Regions from separate parts of the Mus musculus genome. Here all the other regions are linked to region 1. Evidence: chromatin contacts called from public Hi-C and HiChIP or PLAC-seq data. All regions are on one chromosome and are shown on one strand. Each heading gives the region's core, a stretch centred on a gene start, on an enhancer-like site or on the middle of the called end of the contact. The rest is flanking DNA. Distances are from core to core; before and after follow the strand shown. Region 1 overlaps Gm34199 (a long non-coding RNA gene). Region 2 has its middle 9.7 kb from the start of Gm23538. Region 3 has its middle 110 kb from the start of Gm46481. Region 4 has its middle 130 kb from the start of Gm23538.

Region 1 (2,988 bases), core at 123-2,622:
ATCCCACTAGGGTAGAGTGGGGATCAAAGACAAATGTGTGAAATTCGTGGGAAGGTGGTGGTGGGGCTGTAAACAAGTCATCTTGTTTCTTTGTTTCTGCTTAAGACTCTGTCTGACATGGCTTCCTTTAGAGATAAAGGCCACCATCCATTTAAAGGCAGTACCTGAAGACTGAGCAGCTGCTGGCATCACGCCCTTAACTTGGTATAGATGTCACTGCCTGTTATATAAAATCCATCTTTGGGAGCTTGAGATTCACCTTCTGTTTGCTCTCTGCTATTAATCCTGAAGAATTAGATTGAAAAAGATTTTTTTAAATAACCATGCCCAATAAAGAAATGCAAATCTCAGACTTTGCTCTGGAAACAGGTTTCTACAGAATTATGTTAATGGGTTCCTGGGGTAGGATTGAAAATTCAGGCAAGCTCTGAGCCTCCGGCTCTGTGCTTATCCAGACTTGTTATGGTCAACAAACAGGTCGCTGCCTGGGCCACCTTTGTCTGAAGACAAGGATATAGCAAATAATGTCTTGAGAGGAAAATCTCAATCAGGTTCTGCAAGCTGCAGATTGACTGTCGCATGTATTTCCAAGTGACAGCGAGCTTTCTATTGCAGTTTAGCTAACTCTATTGTGTTAAAAATTTGGCTCACCTAACTTTTATTATTATCATTATCGTTATTATTATTATTACTATTACTATTATTATTATTATTATTATTATTATTATTATTATTGTTATTTTGGTAGGACTCTACAGAAAAAGAATACCACCACACACCTGGTTACTTTCGCAGTTAATAGTGCGATCTCAGAAAAACTCCTGAAGAGAAATCTTTACCCTAAGGATTCCCAGTTCTGAACTCTGTACCATAAAGATTACTCAAAACAAGTCCGTGTCATTTCAGTGAAGACAGCCCCCAACACACAGGTCATTACGGTTTCCTTCCAGTCCCAGGAATTTTCCCAGGTAACAGCCACACGGAGGTGAAATGCGATTTTAAATGTTTACATGTCTCTCTATTTTCTTCATCTTTATTATTATTTTTTCCAGGCCAGCGATGAAAGGTTATTCTCTGTAAGATTTAGCCAGTGAAACGCATAGCATAAAAATCCGAACCCTGCAGTCAGACACGGAAAGAGCAAAGGAGAAATCGGAGGTGGGGGGGGGGAGTGTGCCCCATTGGGCTGCAGCGTTTGAGTGTATGTAGGGATGATGTCATTTGTTTTTACAAAACCCGGTTTAAATTTGTTCCTGCCTTTCAAGAACTGCAGCGCGGAGCATCTGTGGAGACTTCTGCAGACTATATTTCAGGCTGTTCGAGAGTGCGCGCTGCATCAAAATCCAGCCAATAGCAGGGGGAGCCTTACCCTCCCTAGCCTCCATTTGTTCCCCTACCTGAAGCAAGGGTGTGCTGCAGCTGTGAGGTGACCGCCCAGCCCCCTCCAGCCCCCTCCTGCCCGGCTCAAACTGCAGAGGCATTAAGGCAAGCTTCACCTGGTTTAAAGGAGAACCCTGCTAATATCAAAGCTGACTTCTGGCCACCCTCACACGTTCGTTTCATGGGCAGGTAACCTCCGAGGGAAGGCATACCTGTAAAAGATGATTTGGTTTGGGTGGCTTTAAATTCAAACGGAGCAGTTTACTTTGCAGCCCCTGGTGCAATATGAGAACAATCCTAAGAAGGAAGAAGGCAGAGATCATGGGCTGCTGGCTGCTCATTGGCAGACGCAGGACCTCCGAATTCTACAGCTCTAATTACCTTTCAAAAGCAAACCCATTTCCGTGTGTATATTTGTAGAGGATGATTGGGAAGTATGCAGCGGAGAAAGATCACCAGTTCAATCACAAAAATCAATGGGTTAGATACAGAGTGGAAACCAAAGTGCCGGTTCGGCCACCATCTAAGTCCCTTTGTACTTTTTCCCTCCGGAAAGAAATACAGGCTATTGACAATACGATCAGTGTGGGCTCTTTGGTCAGAGCAGCAGAAACTGAACTCTGGTTAGTTTCTTATTGAAAGCCTATGAGGACATTTACAGAATAAAAGGAAGGCTAAAGGAACGGACTCAGACGACAGGGCCAGGCTTTGACGAAGTCTCTACAACACGCTATAGGACTGTAACTTGCTGCTGGTAGAAGGACAATCACCAGCTTCCTATTGTCTTTCTTCTCATCACACTCAAGTGGCCTGAGTCTCAGCCCAGTGTCCCTTTGTCCATGGGTTCATGCCTATAGGTTTTACAAAAGCAGTGCCCTCCATTTGCCGAATCCCAAAGTCATCTGGCGGAAGAGGAGGAGCCACAGTGCTCCCTCGTGGGATGACAGTACTGTTCCTAAAAGGATGGGGAGAGTGGACCTTCTTTCCCTTCCAGTGACACATTTACTGCTATGGATGCGGCCGCTATATATAATCTTCGTACCTGGGTTGATGATTTTTTTTTTCATTTCTGGCTCATTATTTTTCAGTACTGTGGCTGGAACCCAGGGCCTCATGCATGCTAGGCAGCACTCTACTTCGGAGCTACACCCCCAACCCTCATCTTTTAAAATTCAGTTTTGAGAGAAGAGCACTCTGGCTTTGAACTTGCAAACCTACTGCCTCTGCTTCCCAATTAGCTGTGATTACAGGGATGTGTCACCATACCAGGTTAACTCGGATTTATAACCTTGTCTGTCATGGCTACTCATTTGGGAAGGTCAAATGAACCGACAACAGGGAACAGAAGCAGTATGGATAACTGCACAAGGACAAGAGGCCTTTAGCAACCTTTGCCAAACTAAGTCTTTCTTTTTGTGTTCAGCATCTTTTGCACCAGCATCTCTTTTGTGCTTGGCGTGGTATGTGACTTGTGGACTGTTACTATGGAGTTATCATTCCCTACATTTCTACGTAGCTGAGGAGTATGCGAGTGCCCCAGTGCTCACAGTGAGAGACATAACCAACCCCTTTCTCTCTTTGGGGACTATTCTTTTCTTCTAGGGGTGT
Region 2 (3,048 bases), core at 78-2,577, 270 kb after region 1:
GAGAGAGAGACAGAGAGAGAGAGAGACAGAGAGAGAGAGAGACAGAGAGAGAGAGAGACAGAGAGAGAGACAGAGAGAGAGACAGAGAGAGAGACAGAGAGAGAGACAGAGAGAGAGACAGAGAGAGAGAGACACAGAGAGAGAGAGAGAGATTTCATAGTGATGACAAACCGTAGTGCAGATGGGTCAATGGTGCCATGCCTACACATTGACTTGGACTGCCCAATCATGCATATATCCTACCATCCATTTAAACCTACACCCTATGACAGGACCTGGAAGATGGACTTTGTTCCTCTTCCCAGTGTGCCTCACTGAATAAATTTCCTTTCTCTGTGTTCATTGTTACTTTAGGTTTAATTGGCCTCCTGAGGACGGATGGCTCAGCTATTTGTTAGTGCTGCCAGAGCCAGATTCGATTCTAACACATTACGGGAGTGGAAGTGGCTGCCTCTTTTCCACTCAAGCAGAGTGCACAAGTTTCCCAGGCTGTGCACCATCGAGGTCTTAGTTGGACAATTAACAAAGGACTTGGGAACCATCTAATCCTTAGCTTATAAGCATTCTTATGTTCTTCCCGTTTGACATCTACATTTTTACTCGTAATGTATGTTAGTGCAGCTAGGGTTTCTGAGGGCCATTGCCTTACTTACTAGACATAGAAAATGGAGTCATAAATAGAAAATGAATAGGCCCCCACTTGACTTTGGAATTACCCTGGCCTTCAGGGTCAGAGGAAGGGGGTCACTGCTAACCCCACATGCAAACAAAGGCAGGTGGCCTGTACTGCCTTGCTTGTTCCTCACCCTTCCTCTCAGCAAGCGACCCTTTCCAGGCTCATCTGTACAGACATCCTGAGGAAGAAGAAAAGCCACCCAGTGTCTGCCCTTTCTTCCTAGCATAATGTTTGAAAGCGTAGACCTTGGCCAGATGGGACACACTTGGCAGATGTTCCGGAGCACAGCATTGCAACTGAAGAACTTTCTTCTTGGAACTCTGTCCCAAGGGCAAGGGTAGGGGTGAACAATCGAGGATGGCTGAACCCGGAGAGGCTCTGCTCTTGGCCAGCTGCAGCCTCTGAGGGATGTCACAGCCTGAGGCACTATCAGTCCTTGTAGCTTTCCCTATAAACTGGACTTACTAGCAGCCAGCCCGTGCCCAGCCTTGCCCGGGACTGGAGGGAGAGGGAGGGAGGGAGCTAACAGCACGGGGTGGGGAGGGTGGGGGGTGGGGTGGAAAAAGGGGCGGCACAGGAAGTCAAGCTGAAGCTGGGAGTGAGGACAGCAAGGGGTGGGCCGGGAGGCAATGAAGTCAGAGGCAGCAGGGACTGCAGCTGAATCAATTTGGAGCTAAAAATAGCGCCTTGCCGCTTCTGCCTCCGCAGTGATTTCCTAAAGGTCTCAGCTGCGCCTTGGAGAGAAAGCCAGCGTGTGTGTCCCCACCTCTCCTCCCAACTGGTGAGCGGAACAAAATAGCGGAAAGCAGCGGGAGCAAAAGAGACTTCCTCGGAGTCTCTCTAGACTGCAGCCTCCCTGTGTGCAGAGCCCCTGAAAGGGCCTCTGCTTCACCTGTTTTCCTCTGGAGTGGGATAATTCGAAATAAGGTCTTCCGAGTCTGAAAAGAGGTAAAGATCCCAGACATCTATGAAGAATCCAGACAAATGGGGCCCTTGACTTTCAAGCCGAGTGCATCAAGCATAGGACTGTCCATTCTAAGACTGAAACTGTTTACCAGACACAAGATAAAAGTCCTAATCTTCAAAGATGGACCATCGCAAAACAAACCCGCCCATGCTGGCCATAGGTGAAGGTCTGAACCTTCTGAATAAAGTTTGCCTTTTTTCAGGAGACACCAATTTAGGGATCAGTTTCCCTGATTGACCCCTCCACCCACCCCCAACTCCACCCCCACCCCCACTCACACACTGGCTAAGAAAAAGACAGCGCACATAAAAGTTTGGCACTTGGCAGAGTGATTTTCCCCCCCGCAGTGTGGGGAGGTAACCTTTCTGCAGCTACATCTTGACATTTGCATGGATTCAAATGCATCATAGGTAATGGCACCTGTGTGCCGAAGCCTCCTGATTTGTCTGTTCCAGCCACGGTCTGAATGAGGACTTTCGAGCTGAGAGATCGAAGGCAAAAATGTGCATACAAATTATGGGAGAACAGATAATGGGACGGACCATAAAAAGGAACAGGTTGGATTGATGTCTCGCGGCTCTCCTGCAGAAAGCATCTGTTCAGATTAAACAGCCCAGCTTTGGAAAGTGTCTAAGCTAGAGTCTTGATTTTAAAATCACCATTAATAATCATCTGTCCATACTTTTGAGTTAAGTATCAATTGTATATCCTTCAGAAGGAAACTAATAACATATACCTAAGCCCCAACCGTACAGGCAATCTTTTCAAAGGGAAGCCCAGTCCTCAATTCTTACTTTTAATCAAGCAAATTTGAACTATCGATGCTCATCTGTGGAATATGTGGAGACACATTAAAGGTTTCAAAGACCTCAGACACTATGAGGTTCTGTAGGTGAAGCCCCTTGTTCATTGTCTGTCTTGCTTTGAAATCGGTTCACTCTCCTGGAAGGAAGCAATAGTTCCTGTCAGAGAGAAAAGCAGAACACTGCCCAACTTGCCAATTTGACAAACAGCAAACTGTTATCAAGCACATTGGGAATCCGGCTTTCTCAGGAGGACCTATTGTTTACAGAAATATCTCAGCTGAGAAAGAAGTAAACATTGCCCCTGAGCTGCTGTGATAAAATTCGCATGGCTTTCTAAGGGTATTTATAACCTTCGAGGGGGAAATCTGCAGAAAATTTAGAATTGCTACAATGGTCCCCTTTGGTGCTTCTAATAATTTTTGGGCCTATTTCAATATTCCAATGACTGTTTTCACTGTCAAACAATGACCTCTGAAGTGAAGCCTATTTCTGCCCTGTTGGGCTCCTAATACAATTAGTAGAATTAGAAATGGGTAGGATGAATGCAAAAAGGAAAACAAATCAGTACTTAAGATGTAATAGAACTACATTTATTTTGT
Region 3 (2,924 bases), core at 136-2,635, 470 kb after region 1:
TCTTGAATCTAAACAGCCTTCTTGCCTTCAGTTATCAGGTAATAGAAAATTATACATTGGCAATGTTCAAACAGCTGGCTGATAAGCAACCACATCTCTTCTGCCTCTTTTATTAGTCACACCTCTGTCAGTATGTTCCTCTTACTTCAAGGAGCTTGCAGATGTATTTATAATGTGCCAAAGAGGAAGAAAACATGAATCTTGGCAAACACTAACAGTTTCGGACACTAAGTCCAAAGCAAAATAGATTTAGAGGACTTCCCAAGGGATTCATTTTAGGCAAATAAACTGGTAGGAATCTGATGATTTTACTAGCAGATCTGAAAGCATGAATTTCTGTCTTCTATAAGAAGAAATGATGTATCAGGGAAATGAAATGATATAGAAAAATGTCATGACAAAATTAGAAAACTCAAGAAAAAAAGAAAACTATGTTATTTATTTCCTATAAATAAAGGAATTTAGAATATGCATGAGGTTTAGGTGTTCACAGGATAAACAAAAAGTGAAAATGTGAATTTGATGTGTAAAACATGTCCTTTTTATGGATCAATTTAAAGACTGTGAAATTCATTCCTCCCTTAAAATACCTAAATTTTATCCATCAGTACATGAATACCTGCATGAAAACAAGATGAAAAACACAATCAATTGTCCCCAAAAAATGTTTAACTGTGATCTATAAAGTTAAAATATCACAGAAGATTCAGTGACAACATGGGATAGACTCCAAAGGTTTTTGAGTTGTGACAATGCAAATGGACTCACATACCTGGACATGGGAAGCCTCCTGGGCAGAGGTGTAGTAGAAGCCAACACTGATATTTGGACACTGGATGTCTGACTACAGTTAAGAGAAGAATGGGGCTACGGTACCTGTACTGAGTACTGCCATTGCCAGCTGTCATTATATACTTCGGTGAATATTATTACCTCTAGGAAAGTTCACCAAACACACTTCCTCTCAGTGTTTTGTTTATCAATAATTACATGCTATTACCTGAACTTAGCAGATCGAGGACCATTGTGAAGAGTAAGCAATTTTTTTTCTCACCAATTACGTCTTTGTGTGAAAATGGAGCTAGTTACTGGGAGATAGTAATAGCATTGGATTAAAACTACTTTCATGAAAGCTTCACTCCATAGGGCTCCTTTCGTGGCTCAGATAATGCATCTAGGTTATTTAGGGTCTGAGGCTTATCAAAAGAGACAGAATGAATCGTGCTGGGTTGTGTGATATGATTTGGAGAAGAGAACTGACTGCCCTAAAATGAAAAAGACGAAGTAATTTTCCATAGGCTTTTGAATCCTAAGGTTTACCCTCCTGTTCCCCCTATCGTCCATCTAAAGATTAAAGAGTGAAACAATCAGCGGATTTTAAAGTGAAGGGGAAGGGAGGGTGGTCTGCACCTGGAAACCATTTTCTTGATTTGTGCTGGCTGTAGTCCTGGAGATAGAACAGCAAGAATTCCGCTCTGGGGTTTCTTTGAAATCTGGGGAGAATGATTTGTGTGAGGAGGGGGAATAGAGGAATCATGGGGGGGGGGGGAGCTCATTCCTTCTTGCCACATTGCTGTGCTGCAGAGGAAGAGTCTGGTCTGCCTTGGGATGGAGTTGAAAGGAAATCAACAAGGCAGCTTCAAGTATGCAAGAATTTGTTATGGACTTGCCAACTTTTCAAACATAACTGTCTGTGTTCAGAGGCTGCCAACACGAAGCACACATGGTTCAGTACTGCAGATCTTCCCAATAACTGTGCAAATCACAACATGTTTTTGTCTTCAGTGTGCTCAAAAGGTAACCGTGTGAGGTCCCTTTGTTTACATAGTCTGGAAATGCACAATGATAAAATTGCTTTAGAAAATTGAGGCATGAAACACTCATATTCCTAGTTATTTTCTATTTGTGCCAATTGGTGAGTTCCAAAGTATCGCTCACCCCAAAAGAAGACAAAAATGCAATAGAATAAACTATATTGTTAATTTCATGAACACTTGTATGCTTTTAAAAATAATATTTATTCTTTGAAATTTTTATATATGCACAATGTATTTTTATCTTACGTATTTTACACGCCTTCCCCTAACTCCTCGCAGATCTCCCACACACTCCCTGTTCATATCTTCATGTCTTCTTTTATTTTTTTTTAACCTGCCTTTTGTCCACTTTATGTGTTCCTTCTCCACTGTTATATTTTCCAACTACACAAAGAAGGCTGGAGGAGAAAGGAGGTATTAATATCCTTAGACTACTTCCTACTGATTAAGGGTATCAAGTTCCTTGGGGCACTTTTGATCTTCTTTGTTAGGATATCTCAACCAGGAACCAGCAACAACTAGCCAATAGCCAGCCAGGAGCCAGCCAGGAGCCAGCCAGGAGCCAGCCAGGAGCCAGCCAGGAGCCAGCCAGCAGCCAGTCAGCAGCCAGCCAGCAGCCAGCCAGCAGCCAGCCAGCAGGAACCACAGCAGGAGAAATTGCAGCAGCCATATCCTTCTCTAGGCCTCTTCATATATATATATATATATACTCTCAAGAGTTTCTAGACTTTCAAATATCATACACTTGGGAAAAACTATCTGCAGCTGGCAAAAATCATGGTCTTGATGAAACAAAAGGCAAATCATAGTCTGCTGCCTTGTATAATCTGAAGCAGCCCCGTATCTCACACCTTGAACAAAAACATATTCATATTCACATAACATTTCTATGTTTTTAAAGAAGCCAAATTTCTTGCAACCCACTGAGTCTATTTTGTTCTTCCTATATATTCAGGAGTGTGGTTCATCTACTGTACCATAATTGACCTACTAGGGGCTACATCTTCAAAGAAAACTGAATCTCTCTCCCCAAGAAGCAATCTATTCTCATAGTTTCTCAGTTAAAGATGGGCTTTCTACTTCATGCTGTAATACTGATTGGCTTAA
Region 4 (3,010 bases), core at 234-2,733, 410 kb after region 1:
GTTGCATGTTTTATCTCCCACAGCAGGGGACACATGAAACTCCACTATAATCCCTGGATGCTCCAATCACTTTCAGGGATTGCAATAGTCTCTATTTCATCAGCTATTTTGAAGGTATCCCATACTTCTATGATAGACCCTATTCATCCCCGAAGTGTACAACCTTGTACAACATAGAAGAAATAGCCATCCTTGGAACCTCCCCCAAACCCTCAAGGATGCTTTACCACCAGACAGCTTAGTTTCAGATGATGCTGTATCATTCACAGCAACAGCCAACTTCCGAAGAGGGAGGTCCACCATTCTATATCACACAGAGGAGGATTATCTCAGGGTATGCCCCGCCCTTTGATGGGTCAGCCTGTTACTTGTCGTAGTGTCAATCCCTGGGGCCATGCAACTGTTTCTGCAATTTTCTTCTTTGGTTTTATTGAATCACTGTTTGAAAAATAATTGTGCTATACTTTTTCTGGAGAGACTTTGAATTTATCCCGAGGTGGGGGGGGGGGGGGCAGTAGCGGTCCAGAGAAATGAATCCCCTGAAGTCTAGCTTGGTGAATTGGTGAGTTTGTTGGGATTATTTATAAGAGCATGGGTGCTCCAGTCATTGGGACTGCTGAAAAGCCCACCACTATTTGGGTGAAGTCTCACCAAAGCTACATTGATAAAGCAACTCAAGCTGTTTATTATGTTCTATTTATACTTTCTCGTTAATTTAGTAGGGGTAGTATCATTTTTAAAATTTTTTGAGTTTGTACTCATTTTGAATACCTACAAAATATGTGCTATACCATATATTTTGTTCATGTATTCAAAAATAATATAATATTTCAAATAATGTCACTTTCCAAAATAAAAAGATCAGGTCTTTCTTCTTTCATAAGGTCTCTTGATGGGATTGACTGGGTAGAAGTATTTCATGACGTCAGTCCAATGATTGGGTGCGTTTGTCCCAGTCAGCTGCTTGTTGAGCCTCTCAGAGAGAGGCTGGAAGAAGCTGAGGAGGATGGTGACCCCATAGGAAGACCAGCAGTCTCAACGAACCCAGAACCCTGAGATCTCTCAGACACTGAGCCACCAATCAGGCAGCACACGCCAGCTGGTCTGAGACCTCCGCCACACGTACAGCAGACGACTGTCTGGTCTGGCCTCAGTGAGAAAAGACGTGCCTAAACTGAAGAGACTTGAGGCCTCAGGGAGTGGGGAAGTATGGAGGGGTGGATGGGTGGCAGGAACATCCTCTTGGAGACAGGGGGAGCAGGAATAGGAAACGAACTATGGGTGGGTGTAGCAGGCGGGGGGGGGGGGGCTACATCTGGACTGTAAAAAAATAAAAGTATTAATAATAAAAAGTATGAAAAGAAAAGCATAAAAAGGAGAAATATCTCATGACCCCATCCATTTAAATTTGAAAACCTATGTTCCCCCACTGATGTATGTAGTCATTGCTGAGGAAGATGTGGAGGAAGGGAGACTGAGCAGACCACAGCTGGAATGAATATTTTCAGCTCCCGAGCCTGTTCTTTTCATAACATAACATAACTAGCAGTTTCACCTTCAACAAACATTCATTCCACTTTTTGCTCAGAAAAAAAAAAAAAAGAAGTGTTAGATAAGATGATATATTAAACTAATGGAGCTCACAAACACCGTGTTTACGCCCCCTTCCTTTGAACAGCAAGGGTCAGGCATTGTGCACTCAGGGCTGGCTGAGCTGATCTCTGACCTCTACGCTAACCAGCTTGCCTTATGCAGCCGTTTGGAGAGGCCACGGCCTGCATGGAGAGAAGCGGAAATAGTCCAAGGGCAATTGTTTCCATATGCATTTCCCCGAACTGAGACACTGGACCACTTTGGAGCCAGCAGGAAAGGGAAGCAATTTATCGTCTCACAGCCTTCAGAAGCTTCCTAGGGGGTTCATGACCTCGGTCTCCCAAACACCTTCAAATATTGATTCTGAAAGGAGTTAGAAGAAACTGGAGGAGTGAAGGATCTTTGTGAACCATACATTTAGGCTTAACAAGTTTTTTGAAACGTGATATGAAATTCTCCAATGATACAATTAAGCAACACAGACATTAGAGTGTACGATCACTGCGTATTGTCTTGATAAGAGTCAGATTCAAACTGGCAATACATTTTGAGACTTTTCCAATTCTATCCCTTGGTCCAGTTGCAAATCAGTAAATGAAAAATTAGTAATCCCTTCTTTTCTTCAATTAAGCCATGTAAGTATTCAAGATTATACTTAATAGAGATGGAAAACTTAAGACTTTTAACTGCCTCTATTCATTTGTTTTCTAGACAGATGCTGTATCAATGCAGTTCCCATACACACCAAGGGAGAAAACTGAATTCCCACAAATGATGTTTGTAATAAAGACTTCCACAATATTGGCCTAAATATATACTAAAAAATGAATAAGGCACTGATGGCCATGGATATCCCATGGCTCACTAACATTCTCCTCCTTTCAACTACTGACTTTTGATTGCCATCTGGGAAATTCACTTCCAGTGAAGCCTGAAGCCAACAATTATGTGCTTCTAAATTATATACATTAGGACTATGGTTCTCACATGCCTCTGGCTGTCGCCAGGAATTCTGACCATTGCTCTCACAAGTTTGGTCTCCTGGGCAAAACCAAAAGCAAGGGCCAAACACTACCACGCTTACTTCTGGAGCACATGTGAATATTCCACTTTGTCGTTCTAACGATGGTGTCCATTTTTACAGCCCAGATTACAAGTGACGTGTTCATGTGCTGGTAGCTTACAATGTTAGAAACAAGAAATTGTGATTGTTTGCATATATCTAGAAAAATTTTTGACTGTTTTTAAACTAAATATTTGTCAGGAGAGAACACAGACACTTGCATGTGCCATGGCTTTGTTTCTTTGACCAAAGATTGACTAACCAGCATCATACCAGAAACCATATTTCATCCTCTGTAAATTGGAGATTTTGATAATCCCACCTAATTACTGTAAAATCAGACTTTAGAAATTA

Evidence for each region. A called contact is a pair of places that touch in the nucleus more often than the background predicts. HiChIP or PLAC-seq counts read pairs in DNA pulled down with a chosen protein or histone mark.
Region 2: a Hi-C map of cerebral cortex shows a contact between it and region 1, with 5 times the contacts expected there. The contact joins two enhancer-like sites. A contact is called at or near these places in 1 of 484 Hi-C or Micro-C datasets (cerebral cortex) and 2 of 115 datasets of contacts at active chromatin or transcription factors (the 230-238 cell line and embryonic stem cells).
Region 3: an H3K4me3 HiChIP or PLAC-seq map of craniofacial prominence shows a contact between it and region 1, with 4 times the contacts expected there. The contact joins two enhancer-like sites. A contact is called at or near these places in 2 of 115 datasets of contacts at active chromatin or transcription factors (craniofacial prominence and stem cell-derived neural progenitor cells).
Region 4: a contact with region 1 is called in an H3K4me3 HiChIP or PLAC-seq map of craniofacial prominence, with 5 times the contacts expected there. The contact joins two enhancer-like sites. A contact is called at or near these places in 1 of 115 datasets of contacts at active chromatin or transcription factors (craniofacial prominence) and 1 of 9 other capture datasets (embryonic stem cells).

The regions. Positions count from the first base shown.
Region 1 is chr14:100,476,484-100,479,471 of GRCm38.p6, forward strand. The region is part of intron 5 of Gm34199 (a long non-coding RNA gene); the gene reads left to right. Among named protein-coding and RNA genes, the nearest start is that of Gm26367, 59 kb to the left of the region's middle. Within about 2 kb of position 1,373, at least 79 of the 459 cell types and tissues checked have an H3K27ac peak or open chromatin away from gene starts, as enhancers often do. A contact at or near this core is called in cerebral cortex and craniofacial prominence, where this site is marked.
Region 2 is chr14:100,748,999-100,752,046 of GRCm38.p6, forward strand. No RefSeq gene overlaps it. Among named protein-coding and RNA genes, the nearest start is that of Gm23538, 9.7 kb to the right of the region's middle. Within about 2 kb of position 1,328, at least 183 of the 459 cell types and tissues checked have an H3K27ac peak or open chromatin away from gene starts, as enhancers often do. A contact at or near this core is called in cerebral cortex, where this site is marked.
Region 3 is chr14:100,949,321-100,952,244 of GRCm38.p6, forward strand. No RefSeq gene overlaps it. Among named protein-coding and RNA genes, the nearest start is that of Gm46481, 110 kb to the right of the region's middle. Within about 2 kb of position 1,386, at least 13 of the 459 cell types and tissues checked have an H3K27ac peak or open chromatin away from gene starts, as enhancers often do. A contact at or near this core is called in craniofacial prominence, where this site is marked.
Region 4 is chr14:100,888,183-100,891,192 of GRCm38.p6, forward strand. No RefSeq gene overlaps it. Among named protein-coding and RNA genes, the nearest start is that of Gm23538, 130 kb to the left of the region's middle. Within about 2 kb of position 1,484, at least 20 of the 459 cell types and tissues checked have an H3K27ac peak or open chromatin away from gene starts, as enhancers often do. A contact at or near this core is called in craniofacial prominence, where this site is marked.